2 separate regions of the Mus musculus genome follow, and region 2 is linked to region 1. A link is a contact called in public HiChIP or PLAC-seq data. All regions are on one chromosome and are shown on one strand. Each heading gives the region's core, a stretch centred on a gene start, on an enhancer-like site or on the middle of the called end of the contact. The rest is flanking DNA. Distances are from core to core; before and after follow the strand shown. Region 1 holds the start of Lin28a (lin-28 homolog A (C. elegans)). Region 2 holds the start of Sfn (stratifin).

The links. HiChIP or PLAC-seq counts read pairs in DNA pulled down with a chosen protein or histone mark.
Region 2: a contact with region 1 is called in an H3K4me3 HiChIP or PLAC-seq map of embryonic stem cells, with 11 read pairs. The contact joins the promoter of Sfn here to the promoter of Lin28a in region 1. A contact is called at or near these places in 2 of 39 promoter capture datasets (hippocampal neurons and liver), 1 of 484 Hi-C or Micro-C datasets (embryonic stem cells), 3 of 115 datasets of contacts at active chromatin or transcription factors (astrocytes, embryonic stem cells and pancreatic cancer cells) and 2 of 9 other capture datasets (macrophages and pancreatic islet).

The regions. Positions count from the first base shown.
Region 1 is chr4:134,014,247-134,022,133 of GRCm38.p6, reverse strand. It overlaps Lin28a (lin-28 homolog A (C. elegans)), which reads left to right and starts at 3,318. Exons shown (of 4, transcript NM_145833.1): 1 at 3,318-3,423; 2 at 3,885-4,081. The coding sequence starts at 3,393.
Region 2 is chr4:133,599,145-133,607,031 of GRCm38.p6, reverse strand. Sfn (stratifin) reads left to right here and starts at 4,864. Exons shown (of 1, transcript NM_018754.2): 1 at 4,864-6,476. The coding sequence starts at 5,263. The coding sequence ends at 6,009. It overlaps Zdhhc18 (zinc finger, DHHC domain containing 18), which reads left to right. Exons shown (of 8, transcript NM_001017968.2): 8 at 1-40.

The DNA of each region.
Region 1 (7,887 bases), core at 2,069-4,568:
GTTGGATGCCCCGGGACTGGAGTTTCAGATGGTTGTGAATCACCATGTGGTTGCTAAAAATTGAACTCCAGTTCTCTGCAAGAACTGCCAGTTCTCTTATCTGCTGAGCCATCTCTCCAGTGCCCACACCCAGTTTTATGAGGTCCGGTGTATTAAGCCCAGGCCTTGGCTCAAGAGGTCTTGTGTGTGCTCAGTATACACTCTACCCAACCGAGCTGCATCCCCATTCCATTGAATAGCAATGCCTGTTGTGGTTAAAAGCTCCATGCCAGGCAGTATTCTGAAAAGGTCTCCATGGACCACCTAGTCCCCATCCTTCCTTCTCACAAGAGCTCTGAGCACTAAGTATTCTCATGGTCTCCATGGACAGGGGAGGACCCTGAGTCACATAATGCTTCATGGTGCTGCCCCCAATCACAGAGCTGTAAGAAACACAGGCAATGTGGCTGAATCTTTCTCTTATGAAAGTGCAAAGTTGGTGCGCATGCTAAATCTCAGCACTCGAGAGATGGAGGCAGAGAATTAGGACTTCGTAGTTATTCTTGGCTATATAGCCAATCTGAAGTCAGCCTAGGCTACATGGGGCCCTGCTTCAAAACTCCAACAAAAAAAAGTACTCTTCAATAATGGAACTAATTTTAAATTATTAGTATATACATTACTTTCTCTTCTACTCTGGTCTTCTTGTATTCAAAGATATTATCTTTCTTCACGACCAAAACTTGTTTTCCCCCCCTGAAACTGGGCCTGCAATGCCTTAAATGTTCTGGTAGAATCATTTACTCCAAGAAATGTCTTCCTTAGTATTCAAGAAATATTCAGAGCTAGAGAGATGGCTGAGTGGTTAAGAACACTGACTGTTGTCCGAGGATTTAAGTTTGGTTCCCAGAACCCCAATTTGATGGCTTACAACCTTACAACACTTCAGTTACAGGGGATCCAGCTTCTGGGGGCAGCTGTACACATATGACATACAAAACCACATACAAATTAATACAAATTTAATTTAATTTAAAAAAAAAGAGAAAGATTAAGGCAAGCAATGTAATAGGCACCTGTAATTTCAGTTCCAAGGAGGCAGAGGCAGAAGACTACAGTGCGATTAAGGCCAGCATGTGCCATGAAGCAACGCCTTGTCTTAATCAAAAGCAATAATAAAATGTCTATTTGTCTCATGTGTGTCAGGAGACTTCGGAGGAGAATCAGGCTTTTTTTTTTTTTTTTTTTTTTTTTAAGAACTTGGACCTAAGAACGCAGGAAAGATGCAAAGCAGGAAAGTATTGATGTTTCAGCACCAGGGACAGAGCTACGGGCGCTCTCAGCACCCTGGACAGAGCAAGTGATCATGCCTGCATGCCTGCGGGGGAAACCCAACCTTGTTGGAGGCTGACCAAGAGAAGCCTGGACGTTCACCTCGTCTTTCTTCTTCCCTTCAGAAGACCTCAACCACCAACGTATGAACCTCAAGAGCAACTGTATAAGGAACAGATATTGTTAACGGGAGCGGGTTGTATAAATAAAATGACTTTGGTTGATACACTCGGACAACTCCAAAAAGATCTAACAGTCCCTAGCTGGGAATAGGACACTCTTAATGATACTTAAAAATTACAGCTTAGTAGCACAAGGCTTGCCATAGTCTTTTTCATCCCTCAAAGTCCTATCTCATACTTTTTATGCGCATGCAAACATTCGTAGAAAAGAGAACAACAGTATTCCTCACAGTCATCTCCTATTCCATCGTCCATTTCTCTACACCATCATCTTTTTTCTGTCTTAGATACGCACTTGCTTATGAGCGTGCATGTATGTATGTATGCACAACTGCAGCGTGTGAACCACAAGAGATTCTACACACTTGTGGAGAAGACTGAATTCAGGATAAGCTGATGCCCCTGAAAGCAGGCTCTGTCCCTTTAAATGGGTTGTAGCTGTGGGGGAGGGGAACTGACCGGAGCTGGCATTGTCCAGTTTGAACTGAGCACCGGAAGTGAAGGGGCAGGGCCAGGGCCGTGCACTGAGCCCCGGGCCATTGTCCATCTCTGACCAGGGCAGTGGCCACCCCTCTGGTCCACCCTCTTTATCTTCTAGTAGGGAGTTTACCTCTTTAAATGAGAAGCCTCTCTCTATCCAGTCTTTTCACCAGTCATACTACCCGAAGGGTAGCTCAATTTAGGATGGTGACTGAGAACAGGAGGGTCTGGGAATTAGAGTGTCCCGGGTCTTGGAGGAAGTGCCTCCACCCACCAATCTATTCTCTTCCACCAACGGATGGGACAGGACGGGACGCGGCAGGCAGGGGCCCGATGAGAACACAGCTACCACAGAGGGCATTCTTCGAGGTTTCCACATGCTCTCTCAGGGAGCTGTACCTGGAAGCAACTTTAGGTGTAGGCTTAGGAGGGAGCGAAGGACTCTTTGCACAGAATCAACTAGGAGCTTGTTTCTCACTGGGACAAACCCAGAGAAACTGTTGTTGAAATTTGGAGATTGAGGCATCCAGTAGCACCCAGAGACAGGCCGAGTTTGAGAGGCAGCACCTAGGTTAAGACAGATCAGCTCGGTGGGGTCTCCAGCCGCTTCCTTGCACCCCTATCCCGGCTTCCTAATGTCCAGAACTCCAGGTCTATCTAAGCACACGGAGGTGGGGGGTGAGAGCAGGTCAGCGCCAAGCAGCCGGGTCAGCTCTGAGGCCTGAGGGGAAAGAGGGGGAGGGGCGCTGAGGGGCTGGGGGAGGGGGAGGGCTCATCCATTTCTCCCTTGACAGGTGGTTTGTGTTTCTGATTGGACAGCGCCACCAGGCTCACACCTCCCTCCCCCAACTCTCTGGAATGTATAATTATCTGCCCGGGGGGTGGGGGTGGTGTGTGTGTGTGTGTGTGTGTGTGTGTGTGTGTGTGTGTGTGTGTGTGTGTGTGGTCACGTGGTTATAAAACTACCCCCCCCCCGTTCCCCCCCACCTGTGTCCGCTTTGGATGCCCGCATTGAGTCCTCAAAGTGCAGGATCCCAAATTCTGGGGTACTGAAGACTTCCAGTGCAAAAGATCCCCATCTCCAGATGTGTGTATGTGGAGGGGGTGTCAAATCTCAAGGTTCTGGGAAGGGACACCCCAGAGGTGTCAGAGACCAGAGCAGTGGGGGAGGGCCGAAGCCAGAGCCAGAGGGAAAGGGAGGGGTAAGGAGAGAGGGGAGGGGAGGGGGCTGCCCGCGGGGGGTTGGGTCATTGTCTTTTAGAATTTGGGAGCCTTTGAAAAGCCGTGGGCCCTCCCACCGCTATTGTGCGGGGGAAGATGTAGCAGCCTCTTCTCCGAACCACCCCTTTGCCTCCGGACTTCTCTGGGGCCAGCAGCCGCCCGACCTGGGGCCCGGGGCCACGGGCTCAGCAGACGACCATGGGCTCGGTGTCCAACCAGCAGTTTGCAGGTTCGAGCTTGCGATTCAGCGGGCACACCTTAGGGTGCAGGGAGCCCAATGTCTAAATAGAAGGGAGGTGGGAAAGTGTCCCACGGACTTGTCCGCGGGACCCCCAAGTCCCTATGGCCTCCTGCTTCTGGGGGCCATCTCTGGACTAGGGAACCCTGGTGTTCCAGTGGCTTGTACACCGAGCCCGTGGGGGCGGAGGGAGAGAAGAGGAGGGGCCTGTCCCTCCGCGTGTGCACGGGCAACTTGTTGTGGGAAGACAAGCAAAACTTTTGGGGCGTCAGCATCCTCTGTGTAAGCTTGGGGAGGCAGCCAGGACAGGTTTCTTCTTACCAGCTGCTTGGTAGCTGCCTCCTCCTGGGTGTCTATCCGCGGGCTGACCACCGAGATCTCCCAGACGGGTCCCTGAGAGGGCCTGCGATCCCTTGGCCCCCAGCTGATCACCTGGCCCTCCCTATCTCCAGGTGGCTGCGCCAAGGCAGCGGAGAAGGCGCCAGAGGAGGCGCCGCCTGACGCGGCCCGAGCGGCAGACGAGCCGCAGCTGCTGCACGGGGCCGGCATCTGTAAGTGGTTCAACGTGCGCATGGGGTTCGGCTTCCTGTCTATGACCGCCCGCGCTGGGGTCGCGCTCGACCCCCCGGTGGACGTCTTTGTGCACCAGGTGAGACTCATTCTGGAACTTTGCTAGGGGAAAAAAAAGAAAAAGGCTGGGAGTTCCGAGGTACGGCCTTGGCTGGTGGCCCCTCCTGTCGGATTGGAGGAGATAAATACCCCTCATTGTGCGTCCCCATATTTTTCGGGACACCCCAGTTTTGAGTTTGTAGTAACTGCAGTTGTGCGAGGAGGCACTGCTGACTACCAGCACCCCCTCCCCGCCCCCTTCCGGGAACCCCTCCGGCTTACCACGTGTCTATTACCTCTTTCCCCTGGGAAGGGAGCAGGGGGCAGGGAGGTGACCCCATGTGGCAGAAACTAAGGTTGTATTGTGCTTGCCGGTGGGGGAGGGCCAGCAGGCCGACCAGGGAAGCACATGCAGGGCCTGAGCCGGGCGTTAGCGCCCTGAGTTCTAAAGGTCTGAGTCTAATTCATAGGGAGGAGAGAGTGTGAGCCATTTGCTACCCAACCTACGGGCGTGAACCTGCGACGTCAGGTTCTTCCCGTTTCAATGCAGACCTCAAGTCAGGTGGCCACCCAAAGCCAGGTCCTGTAGCCAGTGTAGGTTTGGCAGGTCCCGGAAGGATCAACGTGTGAGCTGAAAAGCTCCCCTAGAGGTCTGGCTACAGATCAGGGCTGGCAGGCACCTCTAGCTGTCCACCCGGTTCTGCCAGGAAGGAAGACCTTAAGATCCCAGGCCTTCATTCCTTGGCCGTGGCAATCCCAAGTTCGCAGTTAAAGAAGGGCTACACAGTAGGGAGTGAAATTCAGTGTCGAGGGGGCAGGCGGTAGAGGAAGACTGGCCTCTGGCCCTATTCTCCTCAGCTTGGCATTTATGGCCCCAGACAGCCATTGATTGCTGTCCCTAACATTCCTAACCCTAAACAAGGAAGAGAGTAGAGCCTTCAGGTTTCCCTCTTCCCGGCCATTCCCTTTCTTAATATCCTACCGGGGGCGGGGTGTGTGTGTGGGGGAGTGGTACCATTCCACGCTGGAAAGGAAGTTACTGCTCCTGCCCTTTTCCACATTTGGTGGGTTAAGGCTGGGCCAGGAAAGAAGAAAATTGCTAATCCCTGGCCTGCGAGCTTGACACCCGGGCCGGGCAGGGAGGGGTTACTTCAGGGAGGTTAGCTTTAGGAGCTGTGGGGGAGGGGAAAGGAGGATGTGGGGATTAAGGGTTGGAGCCTGAGGGATGGCGTTCTTGAGGGGGAGGGGTGGGGAAGGAGATGCTGGGTGGACTGGTTGGGGGCTGCTGGGAAGGCTGAACCCTGCCCTCCAGTCAGAGGTTGGGGAGTGGAAACTAAGTAGATTTGGGTTGATGGAATTTGAGGACCAGCTCTTTGCTGTTGGTGTCCTAGGGTCACTAGGCTTCTGGAATATGTGTTTTGTTTCTTTTTTAAGGGACCTGGAACAGTACCTTTAACTTTTCTGCACCGCCCCCCCCCATCACCATCACCAGACTGCTGGTTTCTGGATGGTGGCTTTGTGCCCCCCATCTCATTTGCATATGTGAATGATAACCCACAGGAAGTAATTGTGAGGCAGAAGGGAATTGGCCTCTTTAGATCTATTAAATCACTTTATTGCAGGAACCCGCACTGAATGGCCCTCCTCAGCGGGGGGCAAGCCTCCCCGATTCGGCCATTTATCTGATCCCAGAGATGAAAATTTCCTGGGCTCGAGATGGTTTGGGGAACTTCTTCAATTTTTGGAGGCTGGGGTGTAAAGGTGGCTTGAGCACTTTCCTGACTCCTTGCAAAGGCTAAGTAGGGAGGTGCCCGGGAGAATAGGTACCTTCTGATCTGAGGTTCATTGCTGTTGGGACAAATGGAGACGCTGTGCCTCCTCACTTAGGAGCCATACCAACTGGGAAGCTATAGGACATCTCAGGAGGCAGCCTTCAGTACAGACTGGCTTGGAGACCTGCCTGCGTTCGTTCGTGGGCTTTGACTTTGGTTTCTTTGGGGTTTTTTTGTTTTTGTTTTGTTTTGTTTTTGAGACGAGGCTGGTGGTGGTGGAGGTGTCTCACTGTGTAACTGTGGCTGGCTTGGAATTGCCCTGTCACCCAGGCTGGCCTTTTAACTCAAGAGAGCTGCCTACCTCTGCCTTCTGGATTTTGGGATTAAAGGCCCATGCGAAGGTTCCTGGCTGGCGCCCATATTTGAAAACCTCTCCACACACTTTTAACTGCTGTTTTACCACCACCTGCTTGGTCCACACTCCCAACAGTAAGTTTGGTCGTTGAGCTGAGGTATCTCTTCCTGAGGAATGTCGAAGATGCAGGTTAATCTCTAGAACTTGTTTACTTTGGAAGGGGAGTGTAGGGAGGGTAAAGAAATCTTTAGGGGAACTTCCTCAGCTGCCAGACCCTGGGGATGGGGTAGGAGTGCATGGTGGGGGAGGGGAAGATTGTCTCAAGATGATATTTGCCTTGCCAGGGAAAGGTGGGGGAATCAAAAGAAGACCTTTCCAGATTGAGGTAATACGGTTCCCAACATCCTGTTAACCACTGTCCTTGTGCTCAAATTTTTTTTTTTTTTTTTTTTGAGACAGCACCTTACACTGTAGTGTAGTCAGGCCTGCAAGTAATTGTATATATAGGCAAGTTGACCGGTAGTTGGGTGACACCCCTTTTCTTTGGTGTCACCAGAGCCTGACTTGTATATACTTTATTCTGTGCCCAGTAAGGTGTAGGCTGAGGGTAGGGGGGCTATGACACAGGTTTCTCTTAACACCCATTTTATTTGGCCAAAGGTCTTTAGATCTTGAAATCTGGAGTTAATTAGTTGTGAGAACCAAAATGTCTCCCTATCTTGCCAAATGTCCCTTGGGAGGCAGAATCACTTCTAGTTGGGAAGATATTTGTCAAAATTGTTAGAAGTCCCTGACCACTTATAAGTTTGGGTTTAATTCTGGTTTCCTGTGGTTCAAAATCTAAACCACCAAGATTTGTAGAAATTAGGAAATAAAGTTGTAGTGGTTTTCAGCAGCTCCTCAGAACATCAAGTTTTTGTTTTTTAAGGCAGGCTCTTTGATACCACATGTTGGGCGGTGATGCTGTACCTGCATAGACCCAGTGCTCAGATCACAGGTGGTATCAGGACCTCCCAAACCTATGACATTACATAGGTGACAGCCCAACCTGCAGACTGGTTGCCAAGACAACAGGCACCATATTCCCAACATCCACTTGGCTCACCTTCCACCTTTACCTGCCTTACTGTCATTCCCCATATAAATAAGGAGAACACCCCTCCCTCACTCTCTTCCCATCTTCTCTTTCTGCCACTACCTTGTCTCTCCCTTCCAATAAAACCTACCTCTTCCACGTGGAGCTTTCTTGGCCAGCACTTTTTAGTGTGCTGTTGAGACTTCCCCCTGCCATCCTAACACTTTATGTACAACCACCTTCTGCCAAATAAGTTTTTTTTTGGCATATATATATATATATATATATATATATATACATATACATACATACACACACACACACATGAATACATGATAATGATATGGCAAAGGGTTTGGAAACAACAAAAAATGGATGTTGATCTAGACATTAAACTAAACCAACTTCGTGAGCCCCAGTGGTTTGGACCTTCAGAAATGCCTGAGGGATGACAAATGGCCTCTGAGGGCCTGGGTAGGGCAGCTGGGTTGAGGGGCAGGTGTGGGATCTTGCCTTCCTGGCTTACAACACTGCACCTAGTTTCGATGTCTTCTGCTGTCTCCACCAATGTGGATGTCCTTTCAAGAGAAGAACTTGACTGTCTTAGTAGTTTTATAGTTCGCACTTGATCTAAATGAATGTGG
Region 2 (7,887 bases), core at 3,615-6,114, 420 kb after region 1:
TTGTTCCCGTTTGTAATAAAGCTTCTGTTTTAAGAGCTGATTTGCTTTGCTTTAGTTTTTGTTTGCTTTTATTTTGCCGAAACCCTGGCTTGCAGCTTAGCCTTCTTCGGTTCTTTCAGACAGTCTCGGGTCTTTTCCTGGGAGTTAGAGAGCAGGCAGGCAGGCGGGCAGCCCAGTGATTGGTGGGAACTCTGAGGAGTCGAGGGGGCTGTGGCTACACCACCTGTCTGCCTTCATCTTGTCTCCCTTTTGTGCCTCCAGGACTTGGTGCCTCCTGAGTTCTTTCCTGCTAACTTTCCACCCTGATCCCCAGTGGTTGATTGCTCAGCATGTTTGAGACAGTAGGTCCCAGTGGGAGCTCCTTGTTCCTAGTCCCCCACTCAACCTCCTAGGCAGCCAGGACAGACAGACAGATCATAACATGGGCCCACCTCTCTGGTATCTCCTCCAGGAGGACACTTGTCAGGACTTTGCCATCTCCTGCACAGCCTGAGGGGAGCTAACAGGCCTCTTTGCAGAGGGTTAGCTGGTAAGACCACGTCACGTGTCAGCCAGCAGTGCCCGCTCCTTACCCCCTCACCATCCCACCGTCATCGCATGCCTCACCAACCCCATGGAGTCCATCCATCTGTCCGGTGTGTGGTGTGGCGTGTGTGCTGGCAATGGCAGTTCCCAGGGCTCCTCTGCCCCAAACAGAAGGCTCTTAGTCTTGTCCCACCTCCCCCTTGGCCTAGGCTTCCTTAGAACCCATGTCCTTTCTAAAAGAAGGGGTGAGGCGGGGAAGAGTGGCCCACCTGCTCTGAGGGGCCCTCAGTCGGGCCACTAACATCCCGCTTCGCATCCCTGCCACGCTCTCACCTGCCTGTTGTCTGCTGCCTGAGCTTTGGCCCTTTTCTGGGAGAGAGGCAGGTACCGTGGTAGAACTTGACCTACTCACGGGGCCCTATAGGCTACTCATTTCCACCTATTTGCTAACCCTCTCTCTTCTCCTCCTTTGCCATCCTGCCGCGATCATCCAGTCTGTGCGGGGGCTTAAGGAGCTCCTGAGGACCGCCACTCTCTGCCTCTTCAGGAGTGGCCTGGGGGGAGCCAGGCACCCGGCACCTCCACCTGCCTAACCTGTGGCCCATCTGCCACCATCTGTGCCTACAGGGTCCGTCCCGTCCCCCAGCCTGTCCTACGTGTGTGCTCTCTAGAGCCTCCCCACCAACAGTGGGCAGGCGCTGGGCTCTAGTCCAGGAACCCCAACTCCTTGCTGGCCAGAGTGTAGAAAGCCATACCGCAGCCTCAGCACAGTACTGTAACACTGCTGAACCTTGCCCTCCCCTCCTCCCCTCGTGCCCCTTCCCCAGATTTGTGAAGTGTGGAGTCTCTTTAGGAATCTCGCCTCGCAGCCTGCCACCAGTCAGCAGAGCCATAGGCCAGCCTAGCAGGTTCCTTCAGGAGCTATCTGGGTGTTGATGACGCTGCTGAACAAGTTTGGCAACTGCTCTAAGCACAACGGGCTTGACGCTGTTCCCACGCCCCCATCCCCCCAGTAGGATGTGGAGTGTGAGCCTGTATCCTTGGCCCCAGGCAGCAAGGGCTAGACAGCTCCATGTTCTTCCAAGGACCCAAAGGGAGCAGGGTCAGACCTGGGGAGATCAGCTTCGTCCAGCATAGCGTCTGCTCACCTGCTGCCCACTCCCTTTTGTAAAAGAAATAAAGACCTCCCCCCTTCATCTTGCCATTGCCTGGAGTGTTTGAGCCACTTTCCTTTGGGGTGCTGGGTGGGGCCTGCTGTGAGTGTATAAGAACAACCGCCTTGTACCCCAGCATGGGAGGGTGGGGACTTGGAGAATGCCAATCCCAGGAGGGGGCTGCCAATCTCCTGTTACCAGTGGGGAGACCAAAGCCCAGGGGCAGGAAGGGACCTGCCCAAGGCCTCTATAAGTCAGCTGGAATGCAGCTCTGCGTGCTGACCTCATTCTGCTCTGTTTCCATAAATTCCACCCTGTCTGGTACCCTAGACGGTCACAGCAGAGGGGGCTACTTCGAACAGCATTGCCTTGGAAGAAAAAGGCAAACAGCTGAATCACTTAGGCGTCCTCTGCTGTCCCTTCCCAAAGGCAATGGATGCACAGCTCTGAGCCTCGTAACAGGACTCAGCTCACAACCAACCACAAACCCCTCTGGTCAGACTGTTGAATTTGATCCTCCCAAAGGCAGAAATGACCTAGGAAGTTACTAGAAAAGAAAAGGTTTTGCCAGTTGTGGTCTATTCTTTCTAACTCTTTTTTTTTTTTTTTTTTTTTGTTTGTTTTTTGTTTTTCAAGACAGGGTTTCTCTGTGTCGCCCTGGCTGTCCTGGAACTCACTCTGTAGACCAGGCTGGCCTCGAACTCAGAAATCCGCCTGCCTCTGCCTCCCGAGTGCTGGGATTAAAGGCGTGCACCACCACACCCGGCCTCTTTCTAACTCTTAATAAGAATCCCTCTTGCTGAGATCGGATGCTCCAGAAAGGATGAAGAACACCGCACAGACACACAACAGAGACACACAGACACACACACACACTGGACCTTGTCTCCTGTCCTGCTGACTCAGGCAGCTGCTTTGGAGTCCCATGCTTTGCCAGGGCCTGCTGCCTCCTGCCTGCCTGGGCTTCTGGACTTGGGAAGTAGAAGCCTGGAGGCAAAGGGAGGCAACTGAAGCAGGAACTGAGTCAGGATATGCAGGCCGGAGCTGGCAGGGGTGTCAAGGCCTGGCTTCGGTGGAGGAGGAAGAGGGTCTAGAACTGAGCTGCAGCTGTAAACCCCCACCAGCTTCCTGGCTTAAGAGGCACGAGGAGAACACGCCCTTCGTAGGCTTAGAAGAAGTTTCAAGTTTGCCAAGCCCCACCGTCCAGACTCCTAGTGTCCTGGGGTTTCCAAGTTGCCCCCAGGACTTGGGGAAGCCCAGGCCAGGCTGAGAGCCAAGGAAGGCCCTTCAAGGCTGAGGAGAATTCTCCCAACGGAAAGGGAGGAGACAATGCTTACTGTGCCAAACAGTTTGTCAGTCTGGAGAGGAAAGAGTTTGGACTGAGGACCCCGACTCTTCTGTGGACACCCGGCTGGGCCACGGGGTGCGGAGAGTTTAGGATCTTTCCTCATCCCATAGAACCCAGCTCAAACCCCAAAACAGGGAGGGGGTTGCTGAGGATATATTCAGTCGGTAGAGTTCTTGGAAACCCTGGGTATAACCCCGGCACCGCTGCTAAAGCAAACATGGTGGCAGTCCATATATAGACCAGACTGGGCTAGAACTCAGAGAGATACTTGCTTCTGCCTGTTAAGTGTTAGGATTACAGATGTGCACCTGTCTATACAGGACTGGGGAGCAAACTCCATACACACTAGCAGGGACTCTACCAACCAAGACACACTCCCAGCCTCTGCTTTTCCCCAGGGTGGGGGTAACATGTTTCCCTTGTGGCAAAGCCAGTCACCAACTGGCATGTCCCCTGTGTGAGTTTAAATGCTCAGACTCTAGCCGTACACTACCGTGGTCTTCCCTAACTTGATGTTTTACTGTAGTTCTGTGCCTGTGCCATGAGTTAGGCAAAGCACGCAAGATCTCAGGACAGAAATCCCATCTGCTTCCTGGGAGAACCTGTAAAATTAGCCAGGACCCTGAAGTCTCTCAAGAGCCCCTACTCCGTGGCCCAAGCACATTCCAGCCTGTTCAGGGTTCTGGCCTACAACACCTCTCCCGGAGGCAAGGCGAGTGCTCAGACACTGTGAGGAGACAGGCAAGGTTGTGCAATAGTCCTGCTTCAAGGGTTAGACTGGCTGGGTCCTAGGAAGAAACTTCTTTAGAAGGAACCACGGAGTCCCATCTAAACTTGAAGAATGTGGTGGGGCACATAAGCAGGAACACACCCTCAGTGCCCATTCTTATCATGGGCCTTGAAAATAGGGCCCAACCAATCAGGGATGGAAGATTGGGAACAAAGTGATCTCCATCTCCAAGGAGACTTCTCTCAGGGGTCAGAGGCAGAGTCTTGAAGGGACTTGAGAACCTCTGGGAGCCAAGTGAGGGATCATACTGGGCTGGAATCACACACTGCGCCATAAAACAAAATGGAATGTGCCATTCCCAGCTCCTTTCCCTCAGCCCTGTCTTCCTCCCCAGGTTGATAGCGTCCCCCCTGGGGGACCAAACTGGACTGAGCACCCAGGTGGCCTGCTTCCCAGCCTCTGACAGAGGTAATCTGAGTCAGGCAGGGGAGTGGGACAGTCAAAGAGTTAGGCCCCCACCCTCTGGGAACCCTGCCGATACATGACGACAGGCAGCTTGGAAGGGACGGGTGACCCGATGTGGAGAACCAGAGAGTAAAGTCTCAGACAAGTGTCAACAGGCCACCAACTTGAAAGGGAAAATTGTGCTGTAAGGGGGAAGGTGTCCAACAAACATATTGGGTGACTAATTACAAAGGCTGGGCTGGAGCGTCAGAGGCCGCTCGTTAAACACTTCATTAAGTGGCACCCTGAGATGCCACCTGCGCATCTGGGGTGTTCATAGGGCATCTTGAGGGAGAACAAGGACCAAGGGATGGAGCTATCTTCAGGCCGGCTCAGCTAATGGCCCCCAAAGAGAGCCAAGAGGAAGAGGGGACACGGAGGGGGAGGGGTTTAAGGGAGCTGGCAGCTTGTGACCTCAAACTGGTTTGGTTCACCCCTGAGACTTGATAGTTCTACCTCTACAGTCCTACAGAGCCAATTCGGGGGTTGGGGGTAGTTGCATCAGATCATGGATGCGCAAGTTTGGGGGAAACTGTACAGCCCTACCTATACATGAGTTCTCACCTGAACTGTCCCAGCTCCCTGGGCTCTGCCTGGGCTAAAGCAGCTCGGTGGCTGAAGCCTGGAAGATCACCCTGAAAGACAATCTGATTTGGTAATCCAAGACGCTCCTGCAATGCAGCCAGCCCTGAACTGCAGGGGGCAGTCTGGAGCCGAAAGGTGCCTTTGCAGGTGGGACCTGCGGCCAGGTTTCTCCTGCTGACTGTCCTGGTGACTCACAGCCCCCTCCCGTCCCAGCCCTTTTACCTTAAAGGTAGAGCCGGAAAGGGTGTGGCGAAGACTAGGAGGAGGCAGGGCCCAGGCCCGCTCAGACCACGCCCAACTCTTCTCAGGGCCATGCCACCCCAGCCAAAAGGCAGAGCCAGAGCAAGGGAGCCGCAGAACCCAGCGTTACTCTCGAGACAGCCAGTTCGCCCGTCTGTCTGTCCATCCTCGCAGTCATGGAGAGAGCCAGTCTGATCCAGAAGGCCAAGTTGGCTGAACAGGCCGAACGGTATGAAGACATGGCAGCTTTCATGAAGAGCGCCGTGGAAAAGGGCGAGGAGCTCTCCTGCGAGGAGCGAAACCTGCTTTCCGTAGCTTACAAGAACGTGGTGGGCGGCCAGAGAGCGGCCTGGAGGGTCCTGTCCAGCATCGAGCAGAAGAGCAACGAGGAGGGGTCAGAAGAGAAGGGCCCCGAGGTGAAAGAGTACCGGGAGAAGGTAGAGACCGAGCTCAGAGGTGTGTGCGACACCGTACTCGGCCTGCTGGACTCGCACCTCATCAAAGGGGCTGGAGATGCAGAGAGCCGCGTCTTCTACCTGAAGATGAAGGGTGACTACTACCGCTACCTAGCCGAGGTGGCCACTGGCGATGACAAGAAGCGCATCATCGATTCTGCCCGGTCAGCCTACCAGGAGGCCATGGACATCAGCAAGAAGGAGATGCCGCCTACCAACCCCATCCGCCTGGGCCTGGCCCTGAACTTTTCAGTCTTCCACTACGAGATAGCCAACAGCCCCGAGGAGGCCATCTCGCTGGCCAAGACCACCTTCGACGAGGCCATGGCCGACCTGCACACCCTCAGTGAGGACTCCTACAAGGACAGCACCCTCATCATGCAGCTCCTGAGAGACAACCTGACGCTGTGGACAGCCGACAGTGCTGGGGAAGAGGGTGGTGAGGCTCCGGAGGAGCCCCAGAGCTGAAGCAGCCGACAACCACCCCGGCTCGCCTTGCCCTCCAGTCCCCAGCCTGCAGAGAGGACTAAAACGGAGTGGGACTCTGCCCTTCCCAAACCCTGAATGTTCAGCCACACCTTGGAAGGCTCCTTTGAAGGGGGCGCAGCCAAGCTGAAGCCACCAGGGCAGGGAATCTCACTCTTCGTGTAGCTGTCTGGTGGGTGTTCCCAACCCATCCCACCCCTGCTCTCTGCACCCCCTCCCCACTTCCTCCCCCTGAGCCTCCCTCGGGCACCTGTTGCTTCTGGATCCGAATAATCCAGGAGGCTCCCCACCCTGTGGCTGAGAACTGGACTGTGGCAAGGGCTGTGTGTGTGAGAGAGAGGGAAACTCTGTGTGTGTGTGTGTGAGAGAGAGAGAGAGAGTGAATGAGAGGGAACACGTTTGCTGGGTGTGACCATGCTACCACTCAATAAAGTTGCCCTGTGACACTCGGTCTTCTTCAGTTATTGGCCATGGGTTGAGAGTAGAATTAGAAATGAGTTAAGAGAACCGGACTCTGAAACTCTGAGCTAGGTCTGTCCCTTGGGGCTGTCTGGGTGACCTGGAAGTGAGACGAGCCTTTGGGTCGGTGTCGGTGACCTGGAAATTTTGGGTAGGGTGACTTCAGGTGAGAGGCCACCAGGAAGTCCCCGCAGCGCTTCGGCTCAGGCCAGGTGAGCACAGAGGCAGGTCAGGAGAGCAGAGGAGAGTGGGGGCTGTAGGCGGGAAAGCCGCGAAGTCAGGGAAGTTTGGGCACAGTGGCCTTAAGAGACACGCTTCACAAGTGGCACTGGGGACCTCACTTTAAGAAGCGGGAAACGGTCACGTCAAGTGCTCAGATCTGAGCCGAGGGGTGCAATCTGAGGCAGGGGCATAGTGCCTCCAATAAAACAGATCAAATAAGGGAAAGCTCCCCAAGGCCCAGGGACAAAAAGAAATCGGCTGAAGAGGAGCGGGCGCGAGCTGGGTGGGAAGAGCCGCAGGGAGCTGGGCTGAGCAGCCCACGGCCTGCGCGCCCGGCAGGCAGCGACACGCACCAGCCCGGGGCAGCCCGCCGCCGTCTCCACGGCCCAATCACTGGACGGACTCTCTACAGAGCCCGTCCCCGGGACACGGTTGACCAATGGGAGAGCGAAGGGTGAGTCCTCCCGCCCCGTCGGCCGCGCTACCCTTCTGGAAAAGACGAAGAAGTTGCGGCTCGGGGAGCGCAGCGGGGCGGCGCCTTCCCGGTTTCACTCAGACAAGTTGCCACCCGCCCGACTCGGGAGCTCGTCCCCCACCCCCGGGAGCAGCGGGACAGGGCGGGGCCGCGCGCAAAACTTAGTCTCCGCCCTTTGAGTCATCCACTCACCTGGCCATGTCTGGACCAGGCTGCCGGCTGAAATCGGCTGGAAAAAGGCCAAAATGCTCGTCTCCCGAGCTTCGGAGGCAGACCTGCGCTGGTCGCCAGCAGGCTTGGGTTGTATCCCTGACTTGATTTGTAGTCCGGAAAAAATCATAGCACCTCCCAGGACCTCAGTTTCTCTTCTGCATCGCTAAAGGTTCCACAGTTAGAAAAAGTAAAAAGCGGGGTTCTACTAAGGTGCAAGGTTTCAGCCTCCTTGCTTGAGGCTCTCAACTTTTGGGTCCTCCTTTGAATAAGTTGCTTCCTAGGCCCGGAAGGGTGGCGGATGCCTTTAACCTGAGCACTCTGAGGCAGGGTGGACCCTTCCCGGGAGCTAGGGTGTGGCTCAGTTTATCTAATGTCCAAGGACAGGTCCCCCGTGCCTAAAAATAAAAAACAAAGTGATTAAGTAAACGAAGGACAAGACTGGGTGGGAGTTGGGAGTGAAACCTTCAAAATGTTACTAATTCCAACCAGTG